Linked DNA regions of Capra hircus: region 2 is linked to region 1. Evidence: chromatin contacts called from public Hi-C data. All regions are on one chromosome and are shown on one strand. Each heading gives the region's core, a stretch centred on a gene start, on an enhancer-like site or on the middle of the called end of the contact. The rest is flanking DNA. Distances are from core to core; before and after follow the strand shown.

What was found. A called contact is a pair of places that touch in the nucleus more often than the background predicts.
Region 2: a Hi-C map of liver shows a contact between it and region 1, with 2.0 times the contacts expected there. The contact joins the enhancer-like site here to the promoter of IER3 in region 1. A contact is called at or near these places in 2 of 5 Hi-C or Micro-C datasets (blood and liver).

The regions. Positions count from the first base shown.
Region 1 is chr23:21,705,222-21,708,348 of ARS1.2, forward strand. IER3 (radiation-inducible immediate-early gene IEX-1) reads right to left here and starts at 1,592. Exons shown (of 2, transcript XM_005696631.3): 1 at 1,335-1,592; 2 at 305-1,236. The coding sequence starts at 1,544. The coding sequence ends at 976. It overlaps FLOT1 (flotillin-1), which reads right to left and starts at 3. Exons shown (of 13, transcript XM_018038858.1): 1 at 1-3.
Region 2 is chr23:21,739,744-21,742,870 of ARS1.2, forward strand. No RefSeq gene overlaps it. Among named protein-coding and RNA genes, the nearest start is that of IER3, 34 kb to the left of the region's middle. Within about 2 kb of position 1,613, at least 4 of the 5 cell types and tissues checked have an H3K27ac peak or open chromatin away from gene starts, as enhancers often do.

The DNA of each region.
Region 1 (3,127 bases), core at 342-2,841:
GCCGGAAGTCCCGCCCAGGCAGCCCCACGCCCCGCCCCGTGCGACGTGACTTCCGTGAGTACCGCACTCGGGCAGAGGGAGATTGACTCACGTCGGATTTGCCCCTTGCAAACTAACTGAGAAAAACCGCAGACTGGGCAACGACTGACAGCGTCCGGTCACAAGATGCTGAGTTCCATGGCTCCGGGAGGAGGGACTCAGGGGCCTGGGGAGGAGCACCAGCTGGGGACTTGACCGCGGCTCCTCCTCCTCCTGGCGCCTTGAAAGGGGGGGACCGCCGCTTGTAAAGAGACACACACATGACTGCCGACAGTAAATCAAGTTTATTTGTGTTCATAGAACATACGGGGTGACCCCAGAGCAGCCTCCTGACAGCCCACCAACCCCGCAGCCACCCCCTTGGAGGTAACTTCAAGGAGATTGTAGGCCAGGGACCTTATTCTCAACGGTTCCCCGAATCTTCACAGACTCGCGAGTTGAGATGCTGGAGAACTGAGAGTGTCACTGCGACCCACCACCGTCTTTGACTCCCAGCCCGGGCGCCTTCTCGACTTGGGTTTCCTCCATCCCTTTTCCCGGCCTCGCTCAGTTCTGGGTGCTTGCCTCCACCAACCCCACAGAGCCCAATAAATACCCAGAGACCTGCATTTGCAGCAAGGTGCACATCTCGCACTCCTGCATAAGTTAAAATAAATATTACATACACCCCTCCATCACCTAGGGGGACACACATAAATACACATAAATATTATTAGGAGCAATGAGAAATAAGTTAACGACGCACTTCTTCCCCACCCGTCCTAGCCCCGGCGTGCCGGTGCCTGTCTCTCCCAGGCTCGGACCGGCGTCTTCGCCATAGTGTTCTGAGTGCGAGTTGCCTCGCGAGTCCCAGTTTGGGATACGCTCTCGCGCACCAGGTACACCCAGTGTTTTCTTGGTTTTTCAGGTTCTTTTGGGGGAAGTGGGGAGTCCCGGTTAGAAGGCGGCCGGGTGTTGCTGGAGAAAAGTGCTGAGATCCAAAGCGTAGTCCGAGGGCTCCGAGGTCAGATTAAGGGGCTCGAAGACCGGGGCTGCAGCGGTGGGTGCGGGGGACGGTGCGCTGGAGGCGTCCTCCGGGGCCAGGGGTACAGACGCACCGTCTTCAGCCATCAGGATCTGACAGAAGATGATGGTCAGCAGGACAAAGAGCAGCCTTTTGGCAGGGTTCGGTTCCTCTACTGGCAGCTGACGCCGGACCTGAGGGGAGGTGATAAAAAGAACAGGTCATTCGGGCCCCGGCGTCCAGTGGTTCACCCTGCTCTTCCCCCGGGTCTGTCCACTTCGGAGACACTCACCACTCGTGGGTAGAGGACCCTACGGCTGCGCTTTCGATGCCCGCGGGTGGCGCTAGGGCGAGCAGCGGGGGCCACCGCGGGCTCCGGGAGAGGGTCGAAGGTGAAGATCTCGGGACCGGAGCCCCGTCGGGGTCCCGGGCTGGTGGAGGAGACCGGGGTCGGAGCCCGCAGGACGGTCATGGTGGGGAGGGAGCTGCGAGAGTGACACATTGTGCGCTGAGCTGAGCCGGAGGACGAGTGGCTCCGCAGTCCCGCAGAGCTAGTTATGTACCCCGAGAACTGGGCGGGTCCTTCTCAACTCCACCCTGGGCTGGGAGCTGTTGGAAGGTCGGCTGGAAATTCCGAAGATTAAGCAAAGGGAGGGGGCGGAGACTTGGCCAGTGCCAACCGTAGGCACTCCAAGTGTGTGTTGTGAGCGTGTGAGTTGAGTGGAGGCGGGTGAAATCCCAGACTGCGGGCACATGTCAGGACATGTGGCAGCTGGAGAGGGGCCCACAGACAGTTTGAGACGGTTCAGCCACAAATCCCCATCTCTGGGGACGTGCAGGAAGGCTTACATAAGGAAGTCTGGCCCTCTTGCTACAATCCTGATCCAGCAGAGTCTAGGAACCACAGTTACAGTGCATAGTCACACGTTTGTAGGGACTCAGAAAACAGCAGCCTAGGAGGGAAGTCATTAAGAAACAGTCAAGAAGCCCAAGAGAAATGAACACACTAGCACACACAGACACAAGTCTGCCTGCTTTAGCTAGCGCACACACACACACACCATGTTGTAGAGGTGGAAAAATTTCTCCTTCTAGTTTCTTTGGCTGGTTCAATAATTAAATTGACCTAGGACAGATCAACAGGAGAAAACAAATTTAATTGCATACTTAACAGAAGCCCAAGAAAACTTGAGACTCAAAGGCAGTCAGGCAATTGAAGTTTATATGCCATCTTTAGCTAAGGAATGGGAAAGAGGCCTGGGGCTTTAAGGGGAGGTGGGTAATTCACAGGAAGATGGGAAGAGCAGGTGATTGCTAATGAGATGTTTGTCCTGCCAAGCAGGTAAGTTTTTCTGGTGAATGCTATCACTGGACCAGGCCTCCTACCTCAGTTATTTAGGCCGTGAAGGGAGAGGTGCAAGGCTTCTTCTGATTCTGCTGGGTCTTGATTGCTCCAAATAATTCACATGCCAGAGGAGCACATTTTGGGGTGGCATATTCTGCCCCCCTTCAACATGCATATTACACACACATATGCTGCACAGGGGCAACCCACAATGTGCAGAAATGTTCATTCATGGGTGGAGCAGAGGGCCACAAAATATAAAGGAAAGAAGTTAGCCACCTGGGTTTAAGTTTATATGAAGAACATTTAAACTGTGAGACATTATGCAAATGTTGTGGTGATGATAATAACGCAAGAGAGAATGGACACATTTTCATAACTGCCTTAGAGACAGCTGCTCTGGACACAGAATTTAACATCTCTTGAGCATTCAACAGGACCAGTGTGTGTGTGTGCGCGCGCAGAGTTGCTTCAGTTGTTTCCAACTCTGCAACCCTATGGACTGCAGACTGCCAGGCTCCTCTGTCCATGGGATTCTCCAGGCAAGAATACTGAAGTGGGTTGCTATTTCCTCTTACAGGGGATCTTCCCAACCCAGGGACTGAATTTGTATCTCTTACATCTCCTGCATTGACAGGCGGGTTCTTTACCACTAGTGCTACCTGGAAAGCCCCAACAGGGCCAGACACCCTGTTAAAAGGTACTATTAAGTACTGGGGTAGGTTCCAGCATGTGTGTTG
Region 2 (3,127 bases), core at 363-2,862, 35 kb after region 1:
GGGTGATTCTGAGAAAAATAGTGGTTGAGGAGAATGGAAACTGTATCTGTTCCAAGATGTTCATCCCAAACCCAGGCAAACAGCATCATCTGTTAAGGTAGCTGAAAGTCGGAATTTCCTGGAGGTCCAGTGGCTAGGATTCCATGCTCTCACTGCCACGGCCCAGGTTCAATCCCTGGCAGATCCCACAAGTCATGCAGCATGGCCAAGCAAACTGGTACTCTGTTAGTTCCTGGTCATTCATTCATCAGTCTTTCCACTCAGCCATTACTGATCACCTACTGTGTGCCTGGCACTGTGCTCATGCTGAGTTTACTGAGATGAGCAAGACCCAGTGCTGGCCTTTTCTTTCAAGGATCCCCCAGGCTGGTGTGAAGCAGTCACCTGAACAGTTAGGGTACAGTTTGGCCTGTGCAGTGATGGAAGTGCCTGCTAGGAACATAGCGGAAGGGGCACCCGGCTCTGCTCAGGAAAGTCAGAAAGGGCTTTCTGGGAGACATGAATCTGAGAGTTTTAAAGGGCCACCAGGGAAGCTCGAGTTGGCAAAGCAGGGCTGGGGAAGGCAGGCTGGACCAGCTAGTGGAGGTGAGAAGTGCCAGTCAGTCTGGTGTTGCTGAACCCTTGATGAGAGGCAGCAGCAGGCAAGAGGAGATGCTGGAGAGGGCTCAAGGGCCTATCACCAGGGCTTGGTGTCTACCTGGGTGCGAGGGTGGGGCTGGGGTAGATTTGGGTGGTGAAACAGAGGAGTGACACGGTCAGATTTCAGTTAAAGAGCTCTGCCTGCTGTGTGGACTGTGGGTGGGGGTAGAATCCCCCTCATTTTGAGGGGAGGGGCCCATGCCAAGAGGCTTGCAGAATCTTAGTTTCCCAACGGGGGTTGACCTTGAGCCCTCGGCAGTGAAAGCTTGGAGTCCTAACCACTGAGCAGTCAGGGAATTCCCAGGATCTCTTTTCATGAGATCTCCTGGGATTGGGCTGAACATCCAGGTCAGGGCCTGCAGGTGCAAAAGATGGCCTGGGGAAGGATTATCCGGCTAAGTCTTGGTGAGCACTGCCACAGCTGGGAGATGATCTATGTGCTCCAAGTGGAGTAGGTACTTCACCCTCCTGGCAAGCCTGTGATGAGGTGGGTATTCGTATCATCCCCCATTGTGACCACGAGGTAACTGGGCACAGAGAGTTTAAATTATGTGTCCCGGCTGCACATTCTGGTGTAGGCGGCTGCCTGGCTCCTGGATCAGCCTGCCTCCTCAGGATCTTCTGCCCTCTGGAAGGCAGAATGATGATGTATTGACATCCTGCTTCAGGTTTATGAAAGCTTTCACATGGATGACCTCATTCCAGACATGCAACAGTAGCTTCTGTGAGGAGGTATTATTACTCACAGCTCAGAAAAGCTACCGAGGTGATTTGTCAAAGGTTAGAATTTAGGTGGCAGAGACCCAGACTTGAGTCTTCTGGCCCTGAGTCCAGTGTCGGGTCTCACATTCATTTGTCAGTCAGTGCCACGGCCAGCCTCATGGTCAATATGCCGCATGGTTCAAAGGCCAGGGCATTTTCCCCTCCTACTCAGCTGCTTCCTGGTGAGGAAAATGCTTTTCTGAATGGAGGAAGACAGTCATAGAGAAATGTGTTGCCAGCATCAATTTCCTCTGATTGGGCAATGGTGTCCGCCATCTGGACCAGGTGACGTCAGCCGTCTGGCTTTCAGCCAGTGTTCTCCCACCCAGGAAACTGACTTCCGGCCAGACTCCCAGGCAGCCAGCTCTGGCCTCCTGGAAGAGCAGACCTCTCTGTTTGCAAAGTGAGAGGCTTTAAATCAGATCTCTAGGAGGGTTTGGTATAGGGAAGGCGATAAAAATGGGGAAGAGGAGTTCAGAGGACACTGGCCAGGAATAGGCAAGGCCCCCCGCCCCGTGTGGGATCTGGGGTCTTTCTTGGGCTGATTCAGAGGATCCAGGGATTTGATGGGGAGGTTTAAAATTTTGTGACTAATGGACTTAAGCAAATTGAGGGGCAGTGGGGGAGAAAGGTAAGCAAAGCTGACGAAATCTGGAAAAAGTTACACAAACACAGAAGGTCAAACATAAGTCAAGAATAGAATGTTGTTCTCAATCCTCATACACTTCTCTGTGGATGTTAAGTCTTGAATAAATCAGTAACACAGGAATAAGCAGCTCTTTACTGCTTTATTTTTGAATTACAAAAATGTACAAATCTAGGCAATAGATAAATAAAGCACAAAGCTTAAGTGTCCCTCCCCCATTCCAAACACCCCTCTCCAGGCCTGGTTGATAAATGATGTTGTTTTAGCTATTTCATCAGCCAAAATTCATCTCATTTACTGTTCACAATGACCCTATGGGGTAAGAACTATTATTATGCTTTGATTTTTATTTATTTATTTACTTGGCTGTGTCGCGTCTTGGTTGAAGGCACTCGGGACCTTTGTTGCGTCATGCAGGGTATTTTGTTAGAGCTCACCGGCTTGGTAGTTGTGACACATTGGTTTAGTTGCCCTGACCATGGCTGGAATACAGTGTCCCTGTATTGGAAAGTGGATTCCTAACCACTGGACCCCTGGGGGAAGCCCTTCCAATCTGTTTTTTGATTCTAGCTATTTTAGAGGGTGTAAAGTGGTATCTCATTGTGGGTTTATGTAAGTGTTTTTCTAATGGCTAAAGATGCTGAGAATCTTTTTATGTGGTTATTGGTTATTTGTATATCTTTGGAGAAATGTTGATACAGATCCTTTGCCTATTTGGTTTGTCTTTTTATTACCGAATTGTAAGAATTCCTAGTATATCCTACTAGATACAACCCCCTTAACAGATCAATGACTTACAAGTATTTTCATCTCATTCTGTGGGTTATCTTTTCACTTTTTTTTAAAAAAGGTTATACTCCATTTACAGTTATTATAAAATATTGGTTATATGCCCTGTGCTGTATATCCTTATAATTTATTTTATATGTAATAGTTTGTACCTCTTAAACCCTTGTCCTTATATTATCTCTTCCTAACTCCCTCTCCCCATTGGCAACCACTGATTTGTTCCCTGTATCTGTGAGTCTACTTCTTTTTTGTTACATTCACTAGTTTGCTGTATTTTTCAGATTTCACAGG